Regions from separate parts of the Mus musculus genome. Here regions 2, 3, 4, 5, 6 and 7 are each linked to region 1. Evidence: chromatin contacts called from public HiChIP or PLAC-seq and promoter capture Hi-C data. All regions are on one chromosome and are shown on one strand. Each heading gives the region's core, a stretch centred on a gene start, on an enhancer-like site or on the middle of the called end of the contact. The rest is flanking DNA. Distances are from core to core; before and after follow the strand shown. Region 1 holds the start of Thumpd3 (THUMP domain containing 3). Region 2 holds the start of Fancd2 (Fanconi anemia, complementation group D2). Region 3 holds the start of Prrt3 (proline-rich transmembrane protein 3). Region 4 holds the start of Rpusd3 (RNA pseudouridylate synthase domain containing 3). Region 5 overlaps Srgap3 (SLIT-ROBO Rho GTPase activating protein 3). Region 6 overlaps Srgap3 (SLIT-ROBO Rho GTPase activating protein 3). Region 7 overlaps Srgap3 (SLIT-ROBO Rho GTPase activating protein 3).

What was found. Promoter capture Hi-C pulls out the DNA fragments that hold promoters and counts their contacts. HiChIP or PLAC-seq counts read pairs in DNA pulled down with a chosen protein or histone mark. Capture Hi-C pulls out chosen DNA fragments and counts their contacts.
Region 2: a promoter capture Hi-C map of pre-B cells shows a contact between it and region 1, with 4 times the contacts expected there. The contact joins the promoter of Fancd2 here to the promoter of Thumpd3 in region 1. A contact is called at or near these places in 8 of 39 promoter capture datasets (the 3T3-L1 cell line, the C10 cell line, cranial neural crest and 5 more), 2 of 484 Hi-C or Micro-C datasets (CD4 T cells and cardiomyocytes), 2 of 115 datasets of contacts at active chromatin or transcription factors (embryonic stem cells and large pre-B cells) and 1 of 9 other capture datasets (liver).
Region 3: a promoter capture Hi-C map of adipose tissue shows a contact between it and region 1, with 4 times the contacts expected there. The contact joins the promoter of Prrt3 here to the promoter of Thumpd3 in region 1. A contact is called at or near these places in 2 of 39 promoter capture datasets (the C10 cell line and cranial neural crest), 1 of 484 Hi-C or Micro-C datasets (CD4 T cells), 4 of 115 datasets of contacts at active chromatin or transcription factors (the SCID.adh cell line, embryonic stem cells, pancreatic cancer cells and 1 more) and 2 of 9 other capture datasets (adipose tissue and liver).
Region 4: a contact with region 1 is called in a promoter capture Hi-C map of liver, with 3 times the contacts expected there. The contact joins the promoter of Rpusd3 here to the promoter of Thumpd3 in region 1. A contact is called at or near these places in 4 of 39 promoter capture datasets (the 3T3-L1 cell line, the C10 cell line, cranial neural crest and 1 more), 5 of 484 Hi-C or Micro-C datasets (CD4 T cells, the G1E-ER4 cell line, natural killer cells and 1 more), 11 of 115 datasets of contacts at active chromatin or transcription factors (the SCID.adh cell line, bone marrow-derived macrophages, cardiomyocytes and 8 more) and 3 of 9 other capture datasets (adipose tissue, liver and pancreatic islet).
Region 5: a contact with region 1 is called in an H3K4me3 HiChIP or PLAC-seq map of bone marrow-derived macrophages, with 2.7 times the contacts expected there. The contact joins the enhancer-like site here to the promoter of Thumpd3 in region 1. A contact is called at or near these places in 9 of 39 promoter capture datasets (the 3T3-L1 cell line, the C10 cell line, cranial neural crest and 6 more), 1 of 15 datasets of contacts at CTCF or cohesin (pro-B cells), 23 of 115 datasets of contacts at active chromatin or transcription factors (the 230-238 cell line, T-cell acute lymphoblastic leukemia, bone marrow-derived macrophages and 11 more) and 1 of 9 other capture datasets (adipose tissue).
Region 6: a contact with region 1 is called in an H3K27ac HiChIP or PLAC-seq map of embryonic stem cells, with 6 read pairs. The contact joins the enhancer-like site here to the promoter of Thumpd3 in region 1. A contact is called at or near these places in 5 of 39 promoter capture datasets (the 3T3-L1 cell line, the C10 cell line, cranial neural crest and 2 more), 9 of 115 datasets of contacts at active chromatin or transcription factors (bone marrow-derived macrophages, embryonic basal ganglia, embryonic forebrain and 3 more) and 3 of 9 other capture datasets (adipose tissue, embryonic stem cells and liver).
Region 7: a contact with region 1 is called in an H3K4me3 HiChIP or PLAC-seq map of bone marrow-derived macrophages, with 2.8 times the contacts expected there. The contact joins the enhancer-like site here to the promoter of Thumpd3 in region 1. A contact is called at or near these places in 4 of 39 promoter capture datasets (the 3T3-L1 cell line, 3T3-L1-derived adipocytes, the C10 cell line and 1 more), 3 of 115 datasets of contacts at active chromatin or transcription factors (bone marrow-derived macrophages and embryonic stem cells) and 1 of 9 other capture datasets (liver).

Annotation. Positions count from the first base shown.
Region 1 is chr6:113,044,812-113,047,927 of GRCm38.p6, forward strand. Thumpd3 (THUMP domain containing 3) reads left to right here and starts at 1,491. Exons shown (of 10, transcript NM_008188.3): 1 at 1,491-1,579; 2 at 2,604-2,893. The coding sequence starts at 2,636. It overlaps Gm43868 (predicted gene, 43868), which reads right to left and starts at 1,360. Exons shown (of 1, transcript NR_164179.1): 1 at 1-1,360.
Region 2 is chr6:113,530,052-113,533,167 of GRCm38.p6, forward strand. It overlaps Fancd2 (Fanconi anemia, complementation group D2), which reads left to right and starts at 1,631. Exons shown (of 44, transcript NM_001033244.3): 1 at 1,631-1,697. Emc3 (ER membrane protein complex subunit 3) reads right to left here and starts at 1,587. Exons shown (of 8, transcript NM_175101.3): 1 at 1,277-1,587. The coding sequence starts at 1,431.
Region 3 is chr6:113,500,249-113,503,364 of GRCm38.p6, forward strand. It overlaps Prrt3 (proline-rich transmembrane protein 3), which reads right to left and starts at 1,683. Exons shown (of 4, transcript NM_001289700.1): 1 at 1,602-1,683.
Region 4 is chr6:113,417,637-113,420,752 of GRCm38.p6, forward strand. Rpusd3 (RNA pseudouridylate synthase domain containing 3) reads right to left here and starts at 1,704. Exons shown (of 9, transcript NM_001033204.1): 1 at 1,582-1,704; 2 at 1,174-1,313; 3 at 395-439; 4 at 211-310. The coding sequence starts at 1,682.
Region 5 is chr6:112,727,315-112,730,430 of GRCm38.p6, forward strand. Srgap3 (SLIT-ROBO Rho GTPase activating protein 3) reads right to left here. Exons shown (of 22, transcript NM_080448.4): 20 at 2,335-2,484; 21 at 1-226. Among named protein-coding and RNA genes, the nearest start is that of Gm26799, 29 kb to the left of the region's middle. Within about 2 kb of position 1,572, at least 127 of the 459 cell types and tissues checked have an H3K27ac peak or open chromatin away from gene starts, as enhancers often do. A contact at or near this core is called in the 230-238 cell line, bone marrow-derived macrophages, differentiating embryonic stem cells and 6 more, where this site is marked.
Region 6 is chr6:112,755,487-112,758,602 of GRCm38.p6, forward strand. The region is part of intron 11 of Srgap3 (SLIT-ROBO Rho GTPase activating protein 3); the gene reads right to left. Among named protein-coding and RNA genes, the nearest start is that of Gm26799, 57 kb to the left of the region's middle. Within about 2 kb of position 1,640, at least 8 of the 459 cell types and tissues checked have an H3K27ac peak or open chromatin away from gene starts, as enhancers often do. A contact at or near this core is called in embryonic stem cells, where this site is marked.
Region 7 is chr6:112,776,768-112,779,883 of GRCm38.p6, forward strand. Srgap3 (SLIT-ROBO Rho GTPase activating protein 3) reads right to left here. Exons shown (of 22, transcript NM_080448.4): 6 at 253-381. Among named protein-coding and RNA genes, the nearest start is that of Gm26799, 79 kb to the left of the region's middle. Within about 2 kb of position 1,609, at least 32 of the 459 cell types and tissues checked have an H3K27ac peak or open chromatin away from gene starts, as enhancers often do. A contact at or near this core is called in bone marrow-derived macrophages and embryonic stem cells, where this site is marked.

The DNA.
Region 1 (3,116 bases), core at 241-2,740:
CTTGGCTGTCCTGGAACTCATTCTGTAGACCAGGCTGGCCTCAAACTCAGAGACTCAACTGCCCTTGCCTCCCAAGTGCGGGGATTAAAGATGGTAAGCCCCACCATCTGCCCCACCTCCCAAACATTTATTTATGGAGGTGAGGATCTCACGGTACACTTGTGGAAGTCAGGGGGCAACCCATGGAGTTTGTTCTCTCCTTCCACAGTGTGGGTCCTGGGGATAGAATGCAGATGGCCAGGCTTGATGGCAGACACCTTTTACATGCTGGGCCGTTTGTCAGACCCCTTTTTTATTTTTTACTAAACTACAACGCCGCTTTCTACGATACTGGCTGCTCCTAAACTCTTTGATGCATCCAAGGCAAGGATCCGGTTTTTACCTTTCTCATTGTCCGTGCTGACAAGGACAGTGTGGCTCCATGCCTCAGCTGCTGCTGCCACCACTGAAACTTTAAACAATTTTTATTATTTATTTATTTATTTATTGGTGAGGATGAGGGGAGAGGCAGAGAGAGAGATTGCAATGCAGTGTCATAATGCCCTTGGAGCCAGACTTGGCTGTCAGAGCCCCTGAAGTTACAGGTATTGAGAGCGGCCAGAGGTGGGTGGGTGCTGGGTACCAAATTTGAATTCTCTGGAAAAGCAAGCCTTAATCACTGAGCCATCTCTCCACCATCGCTCCCCCCCCCCCCCCAAAATCCGGCTGTCTCTTTCTGTTGAGTTCTAAGTTTCCTCTTTTAAAATGTTACATTTGGGGCTGGTGAGACGTCTTAGAGGGTAAAGGCTCTTGCTACCCATCCTGATTAGCTGAGCTGGATCACTGGAACCCACGTGGTGGAAGAGAAGCAACTTCTGCCAAGTTGTCCTCTGACCTCAGGTGTGGCACACAAGCTCCCTCCACACACACAGGAAATACATGTAACTAAAATATAGGAAATGTAACCTTTGGCATATATAGAGAAACATGATCTGAAAACCGCAGGCTAGGCTAGGGGCTATACTCTAGTTACAGCACAGCTTGCCGGTCCCTGCAGAATCCAAGCCGGGTATGGTGGCGCACACCTGTAGTCCTAGCATCCCGGAGGCAGAGACAGCGGATATCTGTGATTTCCAGGACAGAACGATCGACAAAACGAGCAGGCCAGTCAGGGCTACATAGTGAGACTCCAATCTCAAAAAGAAATTCCAAGTAAAGAGTGTTGTGCAAGACGGGAATGGGGGAGAAGAATCTCTTTAGCCTCGGTTTCTCTGGCTTTAAGACTGGAATCAAGTCCCAGTCTCACCCCAGTGCTCGACACTGAGGGCAGAGGAAGTAGAACAACCGAGCATCCGCTCGCTAGGAGAGCGCCCTCCGCAGTGGTTCCCTCCGGGCAGGTGACCGGCCTACCGGCCGTTCTTCCTCTTCCGGGTCAGAGTGCACCCAACTGCGCACAGCTCTCCGCGCACACTCCCCCGCCTACCCCGGAGCGTGGGAGCACCGTGCCCTCCGAGGCCTGACTTCCGTTTCCGGGCTGGCACCTCGGCTTCCGGCGGCGTGCTCGCGGTGCGGAGACCGGAAGGGTCTGTGCTTGCTGCCGGTAACTGGCCGCGGCTGGGAGTGGCCGGGTGGGTGGGACGCAGGGGAAGACGGCGGTGGCTTCGTATAGGTCGGTGCTGGGGCTGAGCGTCTGGACTCTCGCTGGGCTTCGCAGAGGGTGGGAGTGAGAGAGCCACTGCCCTTCGGTCCGAACAGCCCTTCTGCTCTCCACACTGTCCGTAGGAGTTGTGTTCACAGTGGCGAACGGTGACACGGTGGAACCGCGTTCACCTCTGTGGCCTGTTCTTGGTTGGCACAGCATTAGGGACAAGGAAGATGTTAGCTTAAGCCACGGCGCTTTTGAAAAGCTGGTGGGAGGTGTGGGCCCTCCATCACGGTAACACCACTCCAGCCCCTTCAACCTCCACAAACACTCCCACAGGACGTCTGTATTACTAGCTTCAGACATTTCCAAGGTGTCCCCAGCATGCGCGTCATTGGATCTCGGCGTCACCACATAGTAGGCTTTCAGATATTTGTAATTGTTTAGATAGTGGAAGTTGAGTTAATCTTTAATAAATTCACTGCCCACTTGTCTACATGGCGGAAAGTAGATACCTCACCCATACATTAAAAGTTTTGATCATTAGTCCAGAATTGTGTTGTTCTCGTTAAAATCTTCTGTCTTTGGGAAAGAGAGATATATTTAGTTTCCAGTTCGAAACTAGGCAGGAGTAACTTGCTTCCTGGACCCGCGAGTGTGGGAAGCAAGAATTTTTAACTCTGAACCACTACAGCCTCACATCCTGAAGTGCTAAGCTGAAAGAGCAACAGAGGAGCTTCTCTATTCATGTTAGCAAATGTAAGATGGTGCTTACCAACACAGATGAGCCTAAGCCAAGCACTGCATGCAGTGGAAACACTCTTGTCTTTTCTCCTGATGAGCCTGCATATTGCTTGTTTAGTCACGTTTCACTGCCTGTAATCCGTGCCCTTATTTATACTACAGTTTTAACTCGATAGGTACATTGAAATACAAAAAGAGATGGCATTGTTTCCCTTTTTCTTCCCTGTATTGCCTCTAGAGACTGTTGGTCCTTTTAGAAACATCTCCATCATGTCTTGTGACACTCAAGAAGCTACCAGAGAGTGCCTGGGTATGAACCTTGATGGCAACAAAGAGCCTGTGTCGCTGGTAGAAAGCGGCGTCAGAAGTGAGTCGGAGCATCTCCAAGTCACTATTGGAGCCACTGTACCCACTGGCTTTGAACAAACGGCTGCGGGGGAAGTGAGAGAGAAACTGAAGTCGGCCTGCAGAATCAGCAAAGACCGCGGAAAGATCTATTTTGATATTGCAGTGGAAAGTCTGGCTCAGGTTTGAACAAAACAGTATTTAAATTAGTCTTGGTTATTTTATGATTATTTTTCTGGTTTATAGACACCCCTCCCCCCCTTGGGAATCCTTTACTCTGTTCTGCTTAAAGTAGCTGCATTTTCTGTTGTGTACTAATTTATGAAATTGACTAGTTTACTATGTTGCTGTTTATAATGTCTTTGTAATGTATATTCAGTTTAGTACATTTTAGCGTTAGTTTAAT
Region 2 (3,116 bases), core at 381-2,880, 490 kb after region 1:
AGCCTCATTGCAGAAGAAGTGTTTTTAGGGCTGGAGAGATGGTTCAGCCATTAAGAGCACTGACTGCTCTTCCAGAGGTTCTGAGTTCAAATCCCAGCAACCACATGGTGGCTGCAACCATCTATAGTGAGATCTGATGCCCTCTTCTGGTGTGCCTGAACACAGCAACAGTGTGCTCACATACATAAAATAAATCTTTTTTTTTTTAAAGTGTTTTTAATTTAAGGTGATCTTTAAATCACCAGCAAATGGAAATCCAGTATTACTTGCCACAAAAAGAAAGTAACTTTTAAATACGATAAAATGAGGTTTTTTTTTTTTTTTTCTTCTTCTTCTTTTTTTTTGGTTTTTCGAGACAGGGTTCCTCTGTATAGCTCTGGCTGTCCTGGAACTCACTCTGTAGACCAGGCTGGCCTTGAACTCAGAAATCCACCTGCCTCTGCCTCCCAAGTGCTGGGATTAAAGGTGTGTGCCACCACGCCCGGCAAAATGAGGTTTTTGTTTTGTTTTGGTTTTTGTTTTCTGTTCTCTGCAGAAACGTTTGAAACGTTTCTCTTCATTAAAGTGATTCCTATGTGATCTGGACAAGTCAAGGAACCAGCAGCACTGTCTTCAGCTAGTCTCTGAAAATGACTAGAATAAGTGATTGAAAACTGTTACTGATTTTAATGTGAAGTGGCTGAAGTTATGTCAAAGTTCTGTCTCCCACAGAAAAGCACTGTAAGAAGGCAAGTGAGGAGAGGAGGCAGGTGGAATGGTCCATCGCAACTCCTCACACGTCTCTGTGGTAGTCTCCAAGCTTTGGAGGCACTTTATACCTTAGCATCTCAGCAGATCACTACAGTTCTTTGGTAGTGTAGATTATGAAATTCACTTGCCTGGATGTTAGCAGGACTCAAGGGAATATTGCATCTGACTCTCAGTGGGTACTCTTAATAACGGAATGGAGCAGGATAGTTCAGAGAGAACCTCACTGACGGTTGGCAACTAGCCTAACAATATTAAGAACGTTTTCTTAAACACTTAGTACATGCAAGGCCCTGGGCTAAAGGCTTTTAGGTATCATCCAATCTAACATCTACATGCCTGCTCTCTCTATTAGGTAGGTACTGAGATTATTCCCATTTTACTGACAAAAATGAAACACAGCTAACCGCCAAGGTCAACCCGTAGGGGCGCGATGAAAACTCAGTTAAAGTGATACAATCAATCCCTGCACTTTCTTGACCAAGGTCACCCGGGAGTGAGGTCAGCAGGATAGGGTGAGGGTACTGACCTGTCAGACACTTGTTCCTGGGTGAGCTTCTTGTCGCTCTGCAGTAGGATTGACACGTAGTGGCGGATCATGCCCACGAAGAAAGTGATGATAACGATGGGCAGGACCACCCAGAGGCGGATGTTGGAGTCAAGCAGCAGCTCGGGCCCCGCCATCTTCGCTGAGAGTTCGCTGCGGGTCGGGAGGAGTTGGGTTCCTCCCGGCTTTCGGCTCCGGGCCTTCACCCGCCCCTCAGTCTGGCTGGCGTGGAATCTGGGGCAGCCTAGCTTTCTCCGCGCACTGTTTCCAGCTGGGCCGCCAGGCCGTCAACTTCCGGTGCGGGCGAGTAACGTCACGCCACGGCGCGGCTTTGATGGCGTCAGAGCGCCGTTCTTCTAGCGGGAAAGTCGAAAACGAAGGGAAGCAACTGGCGGGTCCCCAGGTTAGTGGCTTTTTAGGCTTTCCTGGGAGCGAGATGGTATCTCTCCGAAGTCAGACGGCCCTGACTTGTTCTAGTGTTTCCCTCTGAAAAGTGGCTGTCAGTGATTACATATTATTGTAGGAAACGCATAATAAGAAATCTCGTATAATAAGAAATTTGAACCTGTTTTTAGTTTTTGAGGCTTTTTTTTTTTTTTTTTTGGCAAGACTTATTTAATGTATATGTATGATTTGACCTTCTGTGTTTATGTGCACCACATGCATATAGGAACCCGAAGGGGCGCAGGATTCCCTAGAACTGGAGTTACAGGCAGTTTTGAGCCGCATGTTTGAATGGGAACTGAACCTGGGTCCTCTGCAAGAGCAGTAAACGCTCTTAATCCCAGAGCTGTCTCACCAGCCCAGGAACGTTAATCCTTAATAGAAACCATTGCCCTAGTCTGGAGAGATGGTTTGGAGGTTAAGAGCACTGGCTGCTTCTCCAAAGGTCCTGAGTTCAATTCCCCTTAACCACATGGTGGCTCATAACCATGTATAATGAAATCTGATACCCTTTTCTGATGTGCAGACAGAACATTGTATACACAGAAAAATAAAGAGAGAGAGAGAGAAGCTGGGTGGTGGTGTCACTTGAGAGACAGAGGAAGTTGGATCTCTGAGTTCGATCAAGGTCAGCCAGTCCTCAGAGTGAGAGAAACCCTGTCTCAAACAAAAGAAAGCAAAACAAAAAAACAAAACCAACCAAATAAAAAACAGTAATAATAATAATAGCCCATAGTCTTGGCTTTTAGGAGGTGGAGGCAGGAGAAGTTGCCTTTGGCTATGTATGAGTTCAAGACCAAACAGCTACACAAGACCCTAGAAGTTGAAAGTAAGACAAAACCCACAGATTCTGGCCTGTCTAAGAACCAAAAATAAATGAACAAAACAAGGAGTACAGATTCTGGAACCAGACTTTTTAGAGTTAGAACCTCAGCCCTTCCCCTGATTAGGAGACTAGTAATGGTATCTTTCTTAAGTTAGCATGTGAGAAATATGTAGATTATAATTAGAGCATATAAGACAAGGTTGTTTGTTTGTTGGTTATTGAGATAGGGCCTCACTGTATATCTGAAGCTGGCCTAGAATGTAACTGGTAACTATGTAGACCAGCCAGTCCAATTTACATGGTGGAATCCTGTCTTAAAAATAAATACGTACTAGAAAAATAGCTCAGTGGTTAAGAACACTTGCTGCTCTGCAGAGAATCTCGGCTCCTTTCCCAGCACCCACATAGTGGCTCATAACTATCTGTAACTTCACTTCTGGGGGCTCTAATACTCTCTTCTGGCCTATGCAGGCATCCAGTGTGTACATGGTCCACAGTCGTATGCACAGGCAAATCATCATACACCTAAGATTTAGATATTTTAAAAATAAA
Region 3 (3,116 bases), core at 433-2,932, 460 kb after region 1:
AATTATAAAGTTTAGCTTTGAAGAAAATACAGTGTGGTTAGATGATAACAGAGGAGAGTCTCCACAGGGGTGCCAGGAGAGCCTGTCTGAGGAGAGAGACACTTAAGCAAAGGCAGAATGGTAAGAGAGCCAAGCATTTGACGCTCTGAGGGGAAAGCCTTTGGCAGCGGCAATAGCATATACAAAGACTCAGGAGCAGGCGTGAACTCAGTGAGTTCAGAACACCTCTTTTGGGGTGGCTGGTGGTCAGCAGGCAGGGGCTAGTCAGCAAGGGCTCCTGTGAACCATCACGTGGATTGGAGAGCTCCGACAGGAGGCGGTCTGAGAAGCAGTGTTTTTTAAAGGGAAAGAGGTCGGCATCATGTCCAGGGACAATTGGAGGGTAGTTCGTATTAGCCTAGACACTCCTCTCCAGGGATGCCTTCTGTTCCTGGCTCTCCCTATCCGGAGCAAAGCTCCCTTGTATATCATCTCCTGTCTGCCGCTGGCCTGGGGCTCCTGTCTTTTTCCTTTACACCTCCAGCCCCTGTACAATCCGGGCCCAGGTAGATATATTCCCAAGAGGTCCCTATTCCTAAGTCCATCCTTAAGTAGGCCAGGGAGGTAGGAGGGATCAGCAGTGGCCAGCCAGCTGAGGGCCAGCTGTGTTAGGGGCAGGTGCTGTGTCCTTTTCCTCTTGGACACAGCCACCTTTGGTGGCTCAGACACTAGGAGAAGTTAGAGGTAACCCCAGAGACTCTTCCGAGGAGTACCCCTAGGCTCATCAGAGGTTGTGGGAAGTTTCAGGGGATTCAAAGACCTCTTGGGTCCAGTCACAGCGTTAATTCAGACAGCCTTTAAGTCTTGGTAAGCCCTCTCTCAAACATCTATTAAGCCCCAGGTTCTGCTCATAGGCCAGGCTGGGGTCTGGGGACCCATAAAGTCCTCAGTTCTGAGGCTGGGGATGAGGTGTGCGAAGGAAGGACTTGGGGCCCCTGATATGGATATAGGTTATAATAATACCCTGTGTTGAGCTCTTTGCTTAGTTAGGCCTCTGTTCTAAACCTTCCCATACAGCAGGTGCAAGTACCCATCACACAGGAAAGGAGAGTGGGCAACCAAGAGTCAGAGAGGTTGAGCAACTTGTCCAAGGTCGCACAGCCAGCTGAAAACACATACTAGAGATACTGAAGCCCGTACAGCTCTGTAGACTTTGCAGAGGAGGAGATGGCTGAGCTGGGCCTTCAGTGAATAACATGCCATCTGCCTACCACCCCCGATGCAAGAGATGTGGGCACCCGCAGTCCAGGCAGGAGCTTGCCTAGCATTAGGGTCCCCATGGCTGGACAGTTCTGAGGGGAGATGAGATCAATCAGCCGCAGAGACTAGGGGGTGGGGGGAGCAGGGTGAGGGCCTCTGCAGGACAGCCTGCAGAAGCTGGTCCATCTCGGGTTACCTCTCTTCCTCCTTCTCCAGCTTCTCTCTCCCTGGCTCCATGCCTTCCCGCAGTGTCCCGGGTGGGGTTTGGCACCGTGCAGGCCCATGCCCGCGAAGGGGCTGTAAGCCTTGCTCCTTGCCTTCTTGGGTCCCGCCATCTCCCCTTCCCTCGGCCAGCTCCTCACCTGCGCGCTGCATCCGCAGCCATGCGTTCACCTTGCGCGCGTCCCTGCAGCCGCTCCCGGAGGCGCATCCTCCGAGATGCTCAGGCTTGGCCAGCAGAGCCCGGCTCTGCCGATCTCCTCGTCAAGCCCGCCCACAGGAGCGCGGGATACTTAACCCTTTCCTTTGGGAACGGTCTCTGTTCGCTGCTCCTCACCGCCCCTTTCTCACAAGCAGCACAGCCCAGATGGTGTCAGAGCCCTGTGGGGTTCTGCAGTGTTCCTTCTAGCTACAGCCCGCTTTATTTGCATACCTGCGGGGACTGGGAGCTCACTTTCTCTGGATTCATACAGGCATAGGTAGATCATACATACAGCCTGGCATATCTTCCAGGCTTTTCCCAGAGCATATTAAATAAAAATGAGCCCACGCTTTCTTAATTGCTCTTGTAACTTGCCTTTCTCCTCATCATTTTACAATATATTCTGACACATTTTCGAAGATCTACTTCTTTCTTTTTTCTTCTTTTCTTCTTCTTTCTCCTCACCCTCCTTCTTTTCTATTATTGTTGTTGTTGTTATTTTGGTGTGTGTGTGTGTGTGTGTGTGTTTGTATTTGTGTGGCCTGTGGCATACCACATCATGTCTGTGGAGTCAGTTTTCTCCTTCTGCCTTGTGTATCCTGGGGACCAAACTCAGATCTTCTTTACCTGCAGAAGCAGCTTGCCAGCCCTAGGTCTACTTCTTTCTGGTCTCCGATGTGGTGATTTTCAGCATGTGGTTAGCCGATCATGTAATTTCTTCTGGCCTTTGTGACTGGATACAATACTACCTGAGTCACTGTTCTATTGTTATGAAGAGACACCGTGACCAAAGCAACTGCTATAAGAGAAAGTATTTAATTGGGTGCTTGCTTACAACTTCAGTGGTTTAGTCCCTTATCATCATGTTGGCAGGCACTGGAACAGTAGCTGAGAGCTACATACTGATCAATAGAAACACACACACACAGAGAGACAGACAGACAGACAGACTAGGCCTGGCATGGGCTTTTGAAACCTCAAAGCCTTCCCCATTTGACACACAGCTTCTGTTAAGGCCACACTTTCTAATCCTTCTAATCTTTTCAAAATAGGGCCACTCCCTGATGGCTAAGTATTCAACTATATGAGCTTATGGGAGCCATTGTTATTCAAATCACCACAAATACCTTCTTTATCTTCAGCCTCTAACACTAGCGGGAGAAATGGAGAAGGCTGAACTGTAGCTGACCTTAGGTACTTTCTGGGTTCTTCTCCCACCCCCATCCCCCGCACTTTATCCTCCCACCCCCAGTTTCACCCCCTATCACTAGAGACAGAAAGAAGGATAGAGAAAAGAGAGATCCTTGAATCTAATTTCTTTCCTTTTGTTTGTTCTTTGAGCACAGCTACTAACAAACCACAACCCCCTCCAACCAACAACCACCCACCCCTGCCTCTCCATAGCATTTATACACCCTCTGAAAAGTTCCCAGAATTCCAATGGTCACACAATCAC
Region 4 (3,116 bases), core at 454-2,953, 370 kb after region 1:
CCCCCATCCCCAACTAAAGGCTGGACAGAAACACCAGGACTAGAATCCAGACCTGAGAAACAAGTCATAAGGCCTTTTCTCTCTCCCTCAAGAGAGAGAGCCGAATGCGCTAAGAGTTAACACCAATGTCCAGGGCCTACCATGTATCAGGCATTTGAATAAGACTTTTACTTACAGTGGGTGTAACATACACCCCACACTATCACTTACTTCCCAGGTGCTCGCACAACCTGGAGCTCCTGGTGTTCGAGCCCCAGGGCCTGGCTCAGCTGCGGCAGCACAGATAGCAGCGTCAGCTCTCCTGGTCTCCCTGGGAGGGAAGAGGACAAGCTGCCAGCGTGCCATCCAACCATCTCTACCCCAGCCTTGCCCTCCTCCCTGCCCATGCCCATACCTGTCACAGGCAGACCCTGTGGCTTGTTCAGTGTCACCAGAGGTCCTGAAACAGTTCATGGATGTCAGCAAAAGCAGGGAAGCATGTCTGCATGCAGCCTCGGGGGTGGGGTTGGGGGTGGGGGTTATACAATCCAACCCCACTTTAAATAGCACTTCCTAATCCCTGTACCTCGGAGCCTTCATACCTGCAGTTCCAGGCTTCCATTCCCATTGGCTCCAACATACCTCAGTATAATGTGTGCCCCTCCTACAGTCCTTGACTGTTGCGGGTGGAGGGGGGCTCAAACACCAAGTCAGCCTCAAATTCACTACACAGCTAAGTCTGGTCCTGAACTCCTGATTCTCCTTGCCTCTACCTCCCAAGTTCTGGAATTACAAGTGTGGTTACCACGCCAGCAGCGATTGCTCAGTAATTCTCACATTAGGACGCTGGATCTCGCAAGGCAGGGGCCATATTTATCCCAGAACTGTGAAGCCCCTCACTGCTACATGAACATACAGTCGTGAAGCAACATGTGGGTGCTGACTGCTGGTCCTCTCTGCAAGAGCAGCCATCTAGCCCTCTTATGAAACCAAGAGGCATGCCGCTTACAGAGGCCAGCTATAACTAACCCCAAAGCTTTTTCTGATAGTTAACTTCTGTTACAGCTGCTCTCAGAACACAGGGAGGAGTGAGGTATACACCTCTCCTCGTGATGGTGAGGCTAGGAAGAATGTGACTGCTGGCCTGGCTCCTGCAGCAACAGGGGAGGCACAGGAGCAGCAGGCTCCCCTCACCTTTCTGATCCACCACAGCTGCCCTCAGGACATGAGCCAGCTCCTCCAGGCCGAGGTTCTCCGTCCTCAGCAGCCCCGGGAAGGGCTGGTCCTCGACTAGGTCCTTGTGCTTGCTGGAGCGGTGAGGTTGAGACGGACGCCTGAGAAACATGGTAGAAGCCTGTACCTCCCTCCCTTGCTCACCCTGCCTAGTCCAGCCTCTTCTTAGAACTCCCGGGCTCAGCAGACAGGAGTCCACCTACCCCCCAAGACTTTACCAAAGAGGCACCAAGGCTCAAAGGTCCAATGACCTAGTGCCGGGTCTCACAACATAGTCCGGCTTAGAACCAAGTACTGATCTGAATTTCATGCCTGCCCTCTCCTTGATCTAGTCTCTCCCCATACACGGAAGTGGAGTGTTATAATCACCGGGCCTCGGTGCCGAAGCCGGCATCCCTCTGCCGTGCGCAAGACCCCAGCTCCGGCCGCCAGATCATAGAGACATAACGCAAAACTCTCAGGGCTCCCATTGCCGGGGACCAAGCACAGTACGCATGCGTGTCCACGGACAGCTCAACCCCACCTCCCGTACATCCTCCGTGCGTAGATTGGTCAGGCAGGCTGTCAATCAAGGCAGAGGGCGCTCAGACGAGCGAGAATCCGGGCTTTGCCTCCCCTGTAGAAGAAAAAGTGCCATTTAGGGTTCTGGCTTTTGGGAAAACTGAGGCACGAGGCGGGTTATTTACTCAAAGTAGAGGACGTGTCTTAGAATAAAAAGGGTCGAGAAGACTGTCGTTTCAATTTTGGGGAACCTTAATCTGAAACCCTCCCTTGTAAAACCGAGGGAGAAGAAAGGTGAAGACCGGTATGCAGCCTTTCGGTCAGTACACCTGTCTGAAATTGTAACAGCCTGTGACATAAAAGGTCCCAAAGCTGTGGCTCAGGTGGTAGAGAGGCTACACAAGGTCCTGGGTTCAATTCCCAGCACCGTGTATGTAGGTCACAAAGAACAAGATCACAGATACTGGGTTGGAGACCAGCCTGGGAGATGCGCAAGGCCCCTCTATGAAAAGAAAATCAAGGTAGGCTGGGTGTGGTGGCGCATGCCTGGAACAGAGGCAAGTAGTTAGCTGAGTTTGAGACAAGCCTGGTCTACACAAAGAAAACCAGTCTAAAAAGAAAAAGAAAGAAAAAGAAACGAAAGCTGTGAGTTCCACCCTGGCCAGTATGTCTCAAAAACAAAATACACGGGCGTAAAATGAAACAAAATGGAGACTGGTTAAGATTGCCTGTTGTTGCCGGGCATGGTGGTGCACGCCTTTAATCCCAGCACTCAGGATGCAGAGGCAGGCGGATTTCTGAGTTCGAGGCCAGCCTGGGCTACAAAATGAGTTCCAGGACAGTCAGAGCTATACAGAGAAACCCTGTCTCAAAAAAACAAAACAAAACAGAACAAACAACAGGATTGCCTGTTGTTTTCAGCACCCACAGCCTTGGACTCAAAACCTCCTTTAACACCTGTCCAAACACACAGACATATGTACATAATTAGCAATAAAATAGACCAGACCTTTAATTCCAGTATCGGTCTACATAACCCTGTCTCAAAAAAAAATACAAAAGATAGTAACAATTTTATGCGCATAATAAAAACAGTGAAATAGAAATAATGACTGAAAATAAAAAGAAAGTCTCTTTTTGTTTGTTTGTTTTGTTTTTCGAGACAGGGTTTCTCTGTATATCCCTGGCTGTTCTGGAACTCACTTTGTAGACCAGATTAGACTGGCTTCGAACTCAGAAATCCGCCTGCCTCTGCCTCCCAAGTGCTGGGATTAAAGGCATGTGCCACCAGGCCTGGCGAAAGTGTCTCTTTTTAAAAAGCAGTGGGGTATAGTGGCACACACCTTTAATCCCACCACCGAGGCAAGAGCAAGAGGATCTGTCACCAAGCTCCCAGGCCTGAG
Region 5 (3,116 bases), core at 322-2,821, 320 kb before region 1:
CTTGTCAGGGTAGTTGATACTGCCAGCGCTCCCGAAAGTCGCCATCCTTCTCTTCTCAGGGCTCTCGATCCGTCCCCGGCTGAGGGGGATTTTGTGGGGGCTGCTGGGGCAGGCAGCAGCTCGGGGTGGCGTGTCTATGCTGGGACCCAAGCCCCGGGGTGGGCTGTGTGTGTCGCCCCCACTTCGGCGCCTGGGGATGGCTGCTCCGTCGGACCGTAGTCGCACTCTGCAAAGGAGCCAGGGGCAGGAAGTATGGGGCAGAAGTCAACCCTCGCCAGTCTCAGAATGTACCAGCCAACCCCCATGCTACAGCTACACAGGAATCTAGAGGAGCTAGCACAGTGAAGCCTCATTCAGCCAGAATGAACACTTTAGCAATAAAAGGCGGGCTCAGACCTGTGACACCTCCCCTAAAGGGGAGGAGTAACCTGACCCAGGGAGGAATGTGGAGAGTGGGAGCCAGGCTGGCCATGGCAATACTGCAGACCCTAAGGTCAGTAGATTCTAAGGTCAGATCGGGGCAGGAAGATTCCAAACTGGAAATGCTGTGGCCAGCTCTGGTCATATATAGTTTGAAGCCTTTCAGATTCTAGCTGGTTTGAAACACTGAGGCTTGACTGTACCAAAAGGCCACAGTAAGCACAGGAGGGGACCTCTAGGAACAAAACACCTGTTCACTGTTGTCACCCACCAATGGAAACCAAGTCGTTGAAGAGTGAATACATCATTTTAAACTATGCTTCTGGTCTATGGGTACCTTGTCCACCTCCAGTGCTCTACTGGTATAAAAGGGTATGAGCTGCTTATGAAGGGAGGGCACAAGCCTTTGACCCATGTCTGCCACAGCTTTCCTGTATTCTCCCAAGTCCATCCGGTGAATCAGCTACATCAATGAACTATCATCTCTCACCTGCCCACATCTGAGTGGGTTTAAAAATAACTTAAAGATGGCTCTGTCCTATGGAAGTCCCCTAAGATACAGAGGTCTTCATGAGGGGAGGGAAGAATGGGATGCTGGGAATGGACCAAGTTCCATGAGACTGGTGGCAATTCAAACCCTCTGACCCCAGCAAAGCTAAGCAAGCCTGGAGGTGGCCCAATAGGACCAAAGCATAGGTGTTGGGGAGGAAGAGGCTTTTGAGAAAGAAAAGAAGAAAGATGAGCGAGGCAAGAGGGGAGAGAGACAGGAGATGATATGGCCCTCCTAGGAGCAGGGGACCATGCCATTCTCATCGGTGGACCCCAGTCTTTGACTTCTCTGTGGACTCTATCATCCTGCAGTGTCCAAAGCCAAACTGAATAGACTTAGCTCTAAAAAGAGCCATCAGGACCTCAACTAAAATAAATTCTTGAGTATGCTCCCATTGTATGCTGACACAGGTGGCTTCCAATCTCTGGAAAGACTGGGTTGATTACATGACCCTTCTGCAGCAGGGGTGGGGGTGGGGCACACAGACTTGACATTCCAAGAGAACCCGGGGTTGGGGGTGAGGCAGAGTGACAGGCTGTTAGCTTTCTCTCTTGTTCCTGTTCCCAGGAGGACTTGCACAGCGCCTTGCTGGCAGAAGGGTCATGTGATGCAGCCCAGCCTCTGTGAAGAAACTGGCAAATCTGCTCCCACTAAACAGGTGGGCGGAGTCGGGTATCAACTTTCACTGGCACAAAAGGAGGTGTGAGCTCTCTGTTTAAGTGGTGTGTTTCAGGGATGGGGGACTGTGGGAGCTTTAGATCTTTAAAAATGTTGTATGACAAATCACCTCCAGCAGAAAGCTGGAAGGATCCGGGAGCTGCTGGAGAAAGGAAGAAAAGCACTCGCCAACTTCTCTCTCTCTCTCTCTCTCTCTCTCTCTCTCTCTCTCTCTCTCTCTCTGTGTGTGTGTGTGTGTGTGCGCGCGTGCGCGCGCGCGCGCGCGTCTGCCTCTCTTAGTACTCAAGACAGTCTTATTGCTCTGTCTCTCTCTCTGTGTCTCTGTCTCTCTGTGTCTCTCTCTCACTACTATCATATTAAATTTTCAAGACAGTCTGACTATGTGGTCAGGCTGGCCTATGATTATTATTTAAAATAAAAAAGTTCTATGAGCCCAGCATATGTCTTCCTCCACCTTCTTCAATGCCCCTCCCCTCCCCCTCAAAGCTGGGTGGCTCACACCCGAGAATCTTTGGGTCCTTCCAGCCAGCCCACCCAGCTGTTCCCAGGGTCGTGGCTTGTAGGATCAAGGTGCTGTAACAGCCTTCTCCTCCCCTTCCTGCCCTCTTGCTTCTCCCAATTCAGACACAAACAAGCAAATGGGTACTAGTGAAACAAACAAACAAAAATGAACCCATGTTTCCTACCGGCCCATCACCCCCCCAAAGCCGTAATCAGAGATGTGCTCTGTGGGGGACTGGAGGTCATTCTTGGAAGAGGCCTTGTCATCCAGCAGTGGCCCACTGCTGGCCTCGCTGTCAGCCTTTTGGCTCAGGCTATCGGAGAAGGCATCGTCCCTGGGGAGGAGAGAGACAAGAGTTGGAGGTGGTTCTCATGCTCTTGAGGAAGGACCGGGATGCCCAGAACTCCTTCACAGCTGTCTGCACACACCTATGGCTATTCCAGCAGCCCAGGGTGAACACCTTCCCTCCACACACACCCACCACAATGCTCGCATAGCCAGGCTTGCTAGCAGGTGGCTCCCTTGTAGTCTACCCCTATATCTCTGTTTCTTTATCTTTTACTAGCTTGTTCTTTTAGACCCTTTCAATGATGGAGACAGGTTGAAGAAATGGGGGTTGGAGTCTGCAAGCTGGGTGTGGGATACTGAGTGCTGAGTCTCCCAGCATAGGGTGCTGTATGCTGAGTTTCCTATGGCTCCATACAAGGTGGTTCAGAGCCAAGCAAGCAAGGAAGGGCCACTTCAGTCCCTTATCTCCCTATCTGCGGTACAGGATTCTTGTGAGGTGGCCCATGCTTTTAGGGGTGCCCTGCCAGTTTCCCTCTATAGCCTTCTCCTTCCAGTGACTTGCCCTTGCTGTCAGAGGTCTGTGGACTCCAGGGCTGCCAGTCGGCCTGCTATTACAGCATCCCCTTTCTCATTCACTTGGCCTTTGCACAAGCTGAGAACCTTCTCTCCTGCATCACA
Region 6 (3,116 bases), core at 390-2,889, 290 kb before region 1:
ACATCATGCCATTTCTAGCTGCAGACGTGTCTGCCCCATCAGTCCATGGCAGGAGTCAGGTTGAAAGTGTCTTGCTTTGCTTTCGGATCTCCATTCCCTGGGTTCTGCTGTCAGCCACAGGGAGGGGAGTCCTGATACCACAGTCCACCAGGAGCAATGAAATGGCCACAGACACCAGACCCGTGTCCACAATTGCTCGCCATGCATGGGCCTGGACTGGCTTCTTTGCTCATTTCCTTACACAAACTGGCCCGACTCAACACTGGGGACCTTCAGGGAAAGGGATTTTAGAAAGTTTGGAGGAAGCACCCTTCCCAAATGAGGCAGCTTACTTTCAAATGGTTTGGCTCAAGCTATGGGAACAATGAGTGTATATTCAGCCAGGCAGATAACGGGCATATATGAGAAGCAAAGACTTGCCCCTTCTCCAAGTCTTGATTGACTTCTGTGTATTGGCAAGAATCTTCTGTTTGTTTCTGAGACAGGATCTCATAAAGTCCAGGGTGGCCTCAAGCTTGCTATGTAGCCGAGTATGACGTCATACTCCTGATCCTCCTGCCTCCATCCTTTCAGTGCTGGGATTATAGGCATGCACCTTTGCACTGGGTTTAATGTGGTGTTAGCAACTGAACTCATGGCCTCGTGCATGCTAAGCAAGCATTCTACCAACTAAAGTATATCCTCAGCCCACACAGGCAAGAATTATATGGACTGTGGAACCAACCAACACGAAGGAGGCTTGCCCTGCCTCTCTCCCTTGGGCTTCCTGTGCCCATGTCCTTCAGCAGCCCAGCCATACAGGACACTCTAGCCAAGTCCTCCAGAATGTTTCTAAGTGTTGAGCAAAGGCTGCTAGCTCCAGGACATGCATGGGCAAACGGGCAAAGTCCAAACAGCATGCCACCCAATCAAGGGCACCAAAAGAACAGCACAATCCAAACTCTGAGGAGAAACAGCTGGCAGGATTATCTCCAGCCCATCTCGGACGGATGTGAATTTGGTTAGCTAAGTCCATGTCATTTCCTTTTTGTAAAAAAATACTACATCTTTTTTGAGAATGTGTGAAAACAGGGAGGGGGAATCTCATATAGTGGCTCTCTGCTTTTGAATTTTCAAATGTAAAAGCCAAGAGAAAAAAAAAATATGACACAAAGCCACAGGATCCAAATTTAGGGATGAAGAATAAGGAGGATGGCAATGCCACCATTTTTGTTTTCCTAGTACTGTGGGCTCTGGAGACACTTCTCCCACATTGCATGATTAACCCCCTCGCAAGTCTGGGAGGCCAAGGAGCCCACAGGAAATTAAGAAATTTGCCAGTGGCTACGCAGATGGGATCTATCAAGAGCCGGGAGTGGAGTGGAATGCAGTTCTTCCTACTGGAAGCTCCATCACAGGTATGAAGTAGAGAGAGGGATCTTGCTAACTGTCTATCCATCTCTCGAGGCCGGCAAGAATGGGGATCTTGGCACAGGCACTGAAAAGGCAGAGTCGAAAGCTCTAGGAGCAGGATATGCTTCCCCAGGTTTTTCCTGCCAAGTCCAGAGTATAAAAGAAAATGAAGGCCTCTTTCCCCACCCCATGGTGCACTGGGGAGTGGCTGGAATCTCTGACAAGGAAACGTAGCTATCCCAACTTTGAATGACACCAAATCTGTATCAACTTACTGGAATGCTGGGTGGGGCACAAAGTGGGGAGCAGGGGGGCAGCTCAGCCAAGGAAAGTGGGGCAGCCTAAGCCTTCCATCTCTTCTGCTGCTCAGTTGCAGAGCAAAAACAAAACAAAACAAAACAAAAAAAGGAAAGAGAGAGAGAAGGGAAAACAGGAGCAAGCCACAGAGAGGAGAGAAGGATACCAGAGACAATGGCAATGGCCCCTCTCTGCCTTTCAGCTGGGATGAAAATTAGCATATGCTGGCAACACAGGCGTGGCCTCAGAATTAGTCTGCGACAAAAAGCGAGAGATTAAGAATTCCCCCAAACAACCCAACAGATGTGGGTGTCAGTATCCAAAATGGTGTCAACACTGATGTTCAAGGGCTTGTGGATTCTTGGAAGCTGACTGAAGTTGGATATAAACTGAGCTGCATCTGATAGGTCGTGACATCTCCCTTCACATAAGGACTCGGGCCTCTTGTCAACCTGCTTAAGGAAGCTGATCTCCTTTCAAATCATAATGATCAAGAACTGGTGTTTGCATCTCACTTTGCCGTTTTTAATCAATTCTTCAAAGTCCATTAGCACATCTGGTCTGCCTATAGGAACTGCTGAACAGCTTTGAGAACAGCGGGGCTACGGTGAATTGAGGCCGTTCACAAATCTGGCTTTAAGTGTGAGAAAGAGGCCAACTAGACAAGGGCAAGAGCAAGTTGGCTGAGGGAACCTGCACGGACGAGGGTCCCAGATGCCTCTGACTGTGAGAATCTACTGTCGACACAGCCGAGGTGCAGAGACAGATCATCCGGGGCCTCTGGGACTCATTTTAAAACCACTTTCAGGTTGACAGTGAGGTCCACAAGCTCAATAATGAGCCAGAAAATATCTGGCTAGGTCTGAAATTTGGGACAGGATGCCTAAGTGGGAGGTCTAGTCATCCAAACTTCGACTTCCCAATCCCTAGGCCAAAGCAATTGTAGAAGACAGTATTTCAGACGGTTTAAAAAAATATGTATATATAGGGGTTTGGGTTTTTTTGGTTTTTTTTTTTCTTTTTTTGAGATAGGGTTTTTCTGTTTAGCCCTGACTTTTCTAGAACTCTCAAATCTGTCTGTCTGTCTGTCTGTCTGTCTGTCTGTCTGTCTGTCTCTATCTATCTATCTATCTATCTATCTATCTATCTATCTATCTATCTATCTATCTATCTATCTATCTATCTATTTCCTGGGCTTTCTTGGGGCTGGGGGAGCCTAAGACCTGGCCAAGGGATATATTATGGCTCTTCTCCACCCCGACCCCATAGTCTGCTGGAGCAATGTCCTGCCTGCATCTTACAGATTAGGAGGCAGGAAGACACGGCCCAATTCATCCCACTTTGGTATAAAGTTCTCTGAGTTTTATAGCAATACTCTCTTACCAGAAAAAAATAAAAAGAGTAACAAATTTGGGTTTTTCAAATGT
Region 7 (3,116 bases), core at 359-2,858, 270 kb before region 1:
GAAAGTGTAGGCATGAATTAGCTCATACCCCAACCCCAAACACTTCCAGCCCTTATCCTCTCTAGCAGGGTTACAAAAGCTTGGCCAACCCACTTGTCAGTTAAGGACCATGGCCAGCTCCATCTCCCCCCCAACTTGTGAGAAGCACCAGCCTAGATAGGTTCCCACCTAGTCCCAGACTTGCTTTAGCTGATGAGTTGTTGCAGCCTGCGTGAAACCCTCACCCAGCCCCAGGCCACCCAGGTTGCTCACATCGATGAGATCAGAGACATCGTGGATGTAGTATTTGCTGATAGCTGCGTTGGTGGCTGCCAGATTCAGCAGGTAATCATTCCGGGCCTTCGTGCACTTGAGCTTGTTCTCAGAATACTTGGCCTGCCTCTGTAGGGAGAAGACATAGCCATCAGAGCCCAGCCTATCAGGGTCATTAATGATTGATGATTTCCATGTGAACCATCTGGCAATGAGTCCCACCTCCTAGTTATGGGATGCTTCTGTACCAAGGCAGTGCTGTTGGACCCTGAACTAAGCAATATACTTGATCACTTGTCATACAGCAGACCTCCAGGTGGTCTCTACCAGTGGGGTGTAGGTAAGACACTCCACCCTCCGTACCCTCCATGGGCTTCCAAAGACTTAGCTGCTGGCTAGCACTCCAGATCACCATTCCAGCCCCTTCTCTGTATATCTGCCTTTTCTCATGCAACCTCTTTTGTCCATCCTCAAGAGACCAAGTGCATTTCTGCTTTGAGTCCTTCAGACTTTCTGGAGTCACACACCCAAGCCTCTAAGCAAGCTGTTCCTTGATGTCACTCAGGACCTTACCAAGCTCCTGATGATGGCCCTGTCTGCTATGCATCCCTCTTATCTCTACTCTGCTCCCCTGTTCTGTCCTGTCAGAAGCTCTTGGTTTATTTGTTGATGGTTAGCATCCACACAAGAAAGCGAATTCCACAAAGTCGATGCCGTGACCTGTCTTGCTTGTGGGTCATGGATCTGAGGCACCCAAACCAGACTGACTAAGCAAGTCTTGGATCATTTTTAAGAAGAGGGGGAAGGGGAGGAGGAGAAAAAGCAGACAAGAAGGAGAAAGTCTGGGTCTGAATGAAAGGACAAACAGGGTAGAGCACCCAGAATCTTGGCAAAGCCACTTTTATGCTTAGCCAGCCCAGAAGGGAGGAGCAAGAGAAGGCACAATGGATAACTGCCCTTTCAGACTGAGGCGTCTTGGGGCAGGGTCTCTTTAAAGAAAACATGCTAGCTGCTCCTTTCCATTCCTCATTCCTTGTGAGATTTAGCTTTGGAGTATACCAGTTCCATGGCCAACCTTGAAATTGTCCTCCAGCATCTCCTCTGACTTGCTCCTAGATCCTCTTACTCGGGGATCATTCAGCATATGTCTCCTGGAATTCACATCCAGTAACAGCGAGACACCCATCCACACAGTCTGGATACTCTTGACCCTATCTAGGGACTCACTGTGACCTTGAGACCACTTTCCTGGACTGAGTTCATTTTAGAATTGAAAAGGACAGTCATGGCATCTTAGCTGAACTCATCTATTTATAGGCAAGGAAATGAGAACTCAAGAAGAAAAGTGGCTTGTCCAGGAGCCAAGTTGCTAATTAGCATATGACTACACCAGGAATGAGCCTCTACAATCTTAGCCAGTATCTTTCCACCCAGGCACTTCCTCTGGAGAGAAACCTTGCCCCAGTGAGCAGCCACACTCTCATTCTCCTCCAATTCCTCAGATTACCAACAATCTACTTCCCGTGTCTCTCGGTGTGTCTATTCCGGACATTTTACATAAGTTATTTTGTAGAGCATGTGGCCTTTTGTGTCTGGCTTCTTTCACTTTGGGGTTCATCCACATTGTGGCTTGTATCAGGACTTCATTCCTTTTCATGATTGAGTTCCATTCAAGTAGTTTTCATCTTTTGGGTATGATGAACAGTGCTACTGTGAACATTCACATACAAATTTTTATACAAATATGTTTTCATGCCCCAGGGGCAGACACCCAGGAGAGGTGCTACTGAGACACATGGTAGCCTGGTCCACTGAAGAGCAACCAGATGGCTTTCCACAGTGACAGAACCACCCACATACACAACCTGTCCCTGACACTGGTGCAAGGTTCCCTGATTTCCACATCTGCATCCCTGCTTCTTCCTGCCAGCCTTTGTTATCGTGGTCCTTCTGGTGGCTTGTGAAGCACTATTGAGCTATGGTTTTTGTTTACATTTCCTTCATCCTTAGTGATGCCACGCAGACTGCTCTGTATTTACAGACCACCTAGACAGGGTCCTAAGGATTGTCTATTCAGATGTTAAAGAGATGGCTCAAGAGGTAAGATCAGTGGCTGTTCTAGAGGACCCAGGTTTGATTCCCAGCACCCACATGGTGGTTCACAACTGCTTATAACTGCAGTTCCAGGGAATATGAATCCTCTTCTAGTCTCTGAGGGCACCAGGTATACAAGTGGGGTGTATATATGCATGTTGACAAAACACCCATAGACATAAAATATTAAAAAAAGAAATGTCTATTCAACTTTATTTATTGCCCATTTTGGTATGACATCTTTGTCTGGATTTTGGGTCTTCCTCAATTTCAAAAATTATACCAGGACATGCACACACACACACACACACACACACACACACACACACACACTTTTATATGCTTCCCTGTTTACCCAGGTTCTATTGGGTTTTGTTCCCATCCAGTCTGTAATTTCTAACGGATCCTATAATCATAGAGTTAGGCCCATGGAAGAGCAGATAAACATCAGACACAGTGGCTGGCATATAGAAGAACTCTGCAAATGTTTCCTGGTGCTGGGGAATAGATGGATATAGAGATTCAGCAAGAAGATTATAGCTTTTGAAGAAGAAAGGAGAGTTAGAAGTCACAGATGTGTCCTGCCCTTCAAAACTCTCTGGCCATAGCAGACATCATTAACCGATCTCAGCACCTTTTCAGCTAAGCCTTGATATAGCTTCAGAATCCTCAATAGAGCATCCTGGGCAGCCGTTATCAATTTATCAGAGCCAACATGAGCAATGAGACGTATTTATCAGATTTAACAACTGAAACTCAGGGATCAGTGT